2 separate regions of the Mus musculus genome follow, and region 2 is linked to region 1. The links are chromatin contacts, called in public HiChIP or PLAC-seq maps. All regions are on one chromosome and are shown on one strand. The core of a region is the stretch at or near the end of the contact, and the rest is flanking DNA. Distances in the headings are between cores, read along the strand shown.

Evidence for each region. HiChIP or PLAC-seq counts read pairs in DNA pulled down with a chosen protein or histone mark.
Region 2: a contact with region 1 is called in a FOXA1 HiChIP or PLAC-seq map of pancreatic cancer cells. The contact joins two enhancer-like sites. A contact is called at or near these places in 4 of 115 datasets of contacts at active chromatin or transcription factors (bone marrow-derived macrophages, embryonic stem cells, microglia and 1 more).

Annotation. Positions count from the first base shown.
Region 1 is chr8:106,190,498-106,193,197 of GRCm38.p6, forward strand. It overlaps Slc7a6 (solute carrier family 7 (cationic amino acid transporter, y+ system), member 6), which reads left to right. Exons shown (of 10, transcript NM_178798.4): 4 at 1,842-1,986; 5 at 2,654-2,700. Among named protein-coding and RNA genes, the nearest start is that of Slc7a6os, 19 kb to the right of the region's middle. Within about 2 kb of position 1,329, at least 26 of the 459 cell types and tissues checked have an H3K27ac peak or open chromatin away from gene starts, as enhancers often do. A contact at or near this core is called in pancreatic cancer cells, where this site is marked.
Region 2 is chr8:106,386,535-106,389,234 of GRCm38.p6, forward strand. No RefSeq gene overlaps it. Among named protein-coding and RNA genes, the nearest start is that of Gm34026, 12 kb to the right of the region's middle. Within about 2 kb of position 1,282, at least 17 of the 459 cell types and tissues checked have an H3K27ac peak or open chromatin away from gene starts, as enhancers often do. A contact at or near this core is called in pancreatic cancer cells, where this site is marked.

The sequences.
Region 1 (2,700 bases), core at 79-2,578:
ATTTATTTATTATATGTAAGTACGCTGTAGCTGTCTTCAGACGCACCAGAAGAGGGCATCAGATCTCATTACGGGTGGTTGTGAGCCACCACGTGGTTGCTGGGATTTGAACTTCGGACCTTCGGAAGAGCAGTCGAAGAGCAGTCGGGTGCACTTACCCACTGAGCCATCTCACCAGCCCCCCCCCCTTTTTTTTTCTTTTCTTTTCTTTTTAACTTTTGCTGAGGATGGAACCAGAATTTTATGTGTGCTATATTAGACTCTACCACTCAGCCACATCCCTAGTCCTTTTAATTTAAAATTTTTAAAAACTTTTTTAAAGATAATGTCTTGAACTATATTTTGGGCTGGCCTGTAATTTAGCATGTTGTCCAGTAGCTGTGATTAAAGACATGTACCACCATATCCAGCTACTTATTGGCTCTTGAAAGGTTTTCATTCTGGGATCAGAGCAGACTGATCAGAGACACTGGTGGGCTTTCCAGGCTATCCTAAAGCCTTTGACAAAGGGCATCTTGCTCATTTAACAGCCAGTGTTCTGTTACCAGCCCCTAAACATGGCAGTATTTACAGTCACCTAGGGAGCTGAGCCTTCATCTCAGACCTGTTAGTTTGAATCAAAAATTAAAAGATTCTTATGTGTGTTTGGTCCTAAGGACCTGATACTCCAAGGACATCTGGATGCCTGGCTGTAGTCACTTGGTACTAGTGCATAAAGTTCCTGCCTAAGAATTGCCTAATACACTTCATAAAAACACAGCTTTGGGCAAGTGACTACAGCTAGGCATCTAGATGTCACTGGAGTCTCAGGAGCATCTTATAGTAAAATTGGGCTACTGAGTAATCCTTCTCTGCAATGTGTGCCTTAGAGAACCACTGAGACCCCATGGAAGCTCTTGCTGCACACCTACACCTTTTTGCCACATTGAGTTCTGGGTGTAACCTTTCTATTACACACACACACACACACACACACACACACACACACACACACACATATATATGTAAAAATTAATATATATATATATATTGTTCGTGTGAATATGCCACATGTGTGTGGGTCCTGAGGCCAGAAGAGGGTGTCAGATCTCCCTGGAGTTCCAAGGGGTTGGCCACCGAGCCTTCTTTCTACTCTAAGTCTAGGCTTTCTTCAGGGGGTGATGACAAGCCCTTTAGGAGGCCGACTCCTGTTCAAAACTCCATGCTGTCTGCTTGTCTGTCTTGAGAAGCTAGGTAGGTTTTCTATTTGCGGTCCCCAGAGGCCCCCAGGAAAGGTGACGAATCACTCTGTCTTGGTTTGTTGCTCTGAAGGGTGGGGTTGGCTCACTATGAGATAAGACCTGGCTTACTCTGTAGCCCTAGATTTCCGGCCCCAGACAGCCACACCGCACCCACTGCAAATAGACTGATAGAACCACATGTCTAAATCATACAGTGATCTGAGCCCAGACTTTGTGCTGGGTCTGATTGTGAGTGGAAATTACTCCTCTGTGTGAAATGACCAGTGACATCAAAATAGGAAGAAGAGCTGAGGTCACCTCTGGGAAATGGACATTCCTTAGGGCCCTGGAAGAAGTGTCCCTTCAGAGTGCAGCCGGGCTGCTTTTGCTTTCTTGATTACCTAGTTTTAGATGGGGCAGTGAATGTGGGGAGGTTTTGGTTATTGCTCCTTTCGTATTAAATAATGTTTTTTTTTCTTCCCCTGCCCTGTTTTTTGTCTCTCTTCTTTTTTCTCCTTTTGTTTCATCTTTTTAATTCTCCCTCTGTATTCTTTCTGTTCTTCACATTCCTTCTATCTCCCTTCTCTTTTGCCTGGTCTCCCACCCGTCTTTGCCCCACAGGACACACTGAGCACTTTCAGGACGCCTTTAAAGGTTCCTCGTGGAATGTGGGAGACCTCTCTCTTGCCCTGTACTCTGCCCTCTTCTCTTACTCAGGTTGGGACACCCTTAATTTTGTAACAGAAGAAATCAAAAACCCAGAAAGGTAAAGGCGAGATCACACTCTCCAACTTGGCTGGAACTCCTGCTGATGGTGGGCGCAGTTGCCCTGTTCCCATAGCTCCTCCCTCGACCTCCCCTCCCCTCATCCTCTCCCTGCTCCCCTTCTCCAGTTAGGAGGGGTTGGGGGCTAGGATGGGAGTGAGTGAATGTGGGAAAGCCCTGGCTCTCACCCTCATGTTCCATTGGAGAGCATCCAGGGTCCACTAAAGAGGAGAGGTCTTTAGTGGGCAGCAGCAGACCCAGCTAGGGCTGAGGTGGCAGGCTTTAGCCCTGTGGTGCTGAGACTGTCTCTGGCCTACCAGATCACCAGACTAACCTCTAGCTTCTAGAGGATGTTGCTCCTTGCATTTATCCTGAGATCACAGATGCAAGAAGGTTAGAAAGCCACATGTGGCTCATTGGACCTAATGAGATTGGATAAACTCATCGTGAGTCCCTTCTCAGGGAAAGTGCTCTTCTTTCTCAGTGGAAAATGCCCAGGAACATGGGAAGCTTACCCGCCCTGAGGCATACAGAGAAGAGGAGCTCATCTCAGAGAGCTGGCAGCCAGTGAACTGTTAAATGTTAGGAAAATTCCAGGGGGTGCTGGATGGCTTTTGATTCTCAGCAGAGCTTGGTTCTAGGTAGTCTTATTTCACTTGTCCTGACAGGAATTTGCCCTTGGCCATTGGGATTTCTATGCCAATTGTGACACTCA
Region 2 (2,700 bases), core at 32-2,531, 200 kb after region 1:
AAGCAGGAAAGGCTGAAGACCCACTTTGCCAAAGATCCCCATTCTTGTGTCCCTGAAGGCCCAAGGAACTGCTGCCTCATCTCCTTTTCTGTTTAGCAATATCCATGGGCTACAGGGGAGCCTGGGATGCCCAGGCCAAGAGAAAAACAACTGTGTCTGCAGCGCAAAGTCTCTGCCTTCCATGGACAGTCAGGGCAAAATATTACCACAGTAGGGCACTGAGCTGCATCTGAACATCTTCTGGCACACAGATTTGTTGCAGGAGGGTGGCCTGGCATTTCTCATTGTGAAACATGGCCAAACATCTTTTAAACTGAGCAAAACAAAGAGATTTGTGTCTCTGTGGTCTGTGCATGTGACAAGGTTGTGTCTGGTGGGATGCTGGTAGAGCAAGTTCAAACCCCTCAGTCGGCTGCCTGTAGGGCAGCAGGCCTGAAAGCTATTCCAAAGATCTGGCCTGAGTCCCTGTGGTCCAGCACTGCCCTGGCCCCGCTCTATCAAGGATAGAGGATGTGACCCCATCTTAAAGGATAACAAAAGCAGATTCCCAGCTTGGGAGACTAGCAGCGTCACCACAAGGGCAGGCTAAAGGGCTGTGGTCCCACTAGGTGAGGATAGCAACGCATGCAGGATCAGCGTTTCCCTGACTATCCTTCTCTTTCCTCTGCTCAGAGAGAGGCCTCAGCCAAGGGCTCTGCTCACCTGTGAAACAGGATCTCTGGCCAAATACCTGACATAGAAACTTAAGGAGGGGGAAGCATGTCTGGGCTTAAGGTGTAAGGTGGGATCAATCTGTCACGGCAGGAAAGGCATGGCAGTGGGTGGCTCACATATACAGCTTGGAATCCTCAGCTCACAGCTCAGCAAAACAGAAAACAGACAGCTGGGCCAGAAGAATAACTGGCTTATTAACCCCAAGGCCTGCCCACCAGTGATGTGTGAAGCCCCTCCTAAAGGGTCCATAAGCTCCCAAAACAGTGCTACCAGCTGGGGACCATGTGCTCAAACATGTGAGTCTAGGGAAGACATTTTACACTGGAACCATAACAGAGTTCTCCTTCCTACATCCCACGTCTGGTGCCTTCCTGTGTTGTCAGGATGCTTGGCGATGCTCTGGCTTTAAACGTTCCCTCTCTCGGTACCTGAGGAGGTTATATAACTGGTCACCTATGATCCTCCTTCCCCAGGACCAATGCTTCCATCTGTAGACCCAAGATGGTGTGGCCCAGTGCCCCGACCCAGAACAGACTGGAGCCTCAGACCTGGTAGTTTTACCACACAGCTTAGTGGATTGAGAGAATTAACTGTGAACCTCTGAACCAACCTCCTCGTGACTGTGTGGGGTGACCATCTCCAGCTCAAAGGCCATTTGTGAATCAGTGGGAGGACAAGTGGCCAGACCCAGCCAGAGGTTTGTCATCCAGGAGGTGCTCAGCTCTCCCATGACTCACTGGGGCAATATGAGGCCTTGGGACCGATATACCATGCCCACGGGTTTCATTTCCCTAACTTCATGCCATCCCATGCTTCCGTTACCAGCTCTACCCCTTGTCCTTGTTTGGATCTCTGCAGATCTCTATCCACTCCCGTGCCTTACCCACACTTTTAGAACTAGCCTGAACAGTCAAGCTATGGGATCCCTGGCAACCTATGCTGCTCATTGTCCCCAGGCCTTAATCCCCAAGGCCGATTTGATCTGTCCCTGCCAGCTGCTAACCACTACCCCAGCTCCTCCCATGCAAGAGCTGCCGAGCAACTTATTCTCTGGATGTGGCTTATATCCTCCATCACCAAACATCTCTACATTCAGAGTAGAGAGGAGCTGGGCTTAACCTCTGTGGACCCCTCCCTCTCCAACGTTTATGTGTGCTATGGTTTCCGTTGTTTTGTTTACAGTTTATCTGTTTTACTTTGTGTCCGAGTCCACGTGTAAGTGTGAGCATGCATGTGCCACACTGTGCGTGTAGAGGCCAAAGGATAAGTTTCAGCGGTCCTCTGTGTCAGCCATGTGATCAAAATCAGGTCAGCGGTCTTAGCAGCAAGTACCTTTACCTGTTGAGCCATCCTCAGACTCTGGGCTATGCTTTGAATGTGAAATATTGCCCATGTGTTCATATTTTGAACACTGGATCTCCAGCTGGGGGTTAGGGGTGCTGTTTTGGAAGGTTCTGGAAATGTGCAGAAGCAGAACTTACCTGGAGGAAGTGATCACCAAGATGGCTGTTCTTGGTTCTCAACTTGACTACATCTGAAATTAACCAGAACCCTAGCAGCTCGGTATACCCGTGAGGAATTTTTGTCTTAATTAAATCATTTGATGTGGGAAGACCCACTTTTAATCCAGATCTTTTGAGATGGGAAGATCCACCTTTAATCTGGAGCACCCCTTCTGCGGGCAGCCTATATAAAGGGCACGAAAGAAAGAAGCTTTCTTCACCTGCTTGCTCTTGCCCTCACTGGCATTGGAACCTGCTTCTTCAGGAGTCTGGTATACACTGAAGATCAGCTGAGGCACACAGCCTTGTGGGCTGAACAACACTGGATTCCTGGACCTTCTACTGCAAGACAGTCATTGTTGGACTAGCTGGACCACAGCATGTAAGCAATTCTGATAAATTCCCTTGATGATAGATAGATAGATAGATAGATAGATAGACAGACAGACAGACAGATAGATCTATAAGTTCTGTTCCTCTAGAA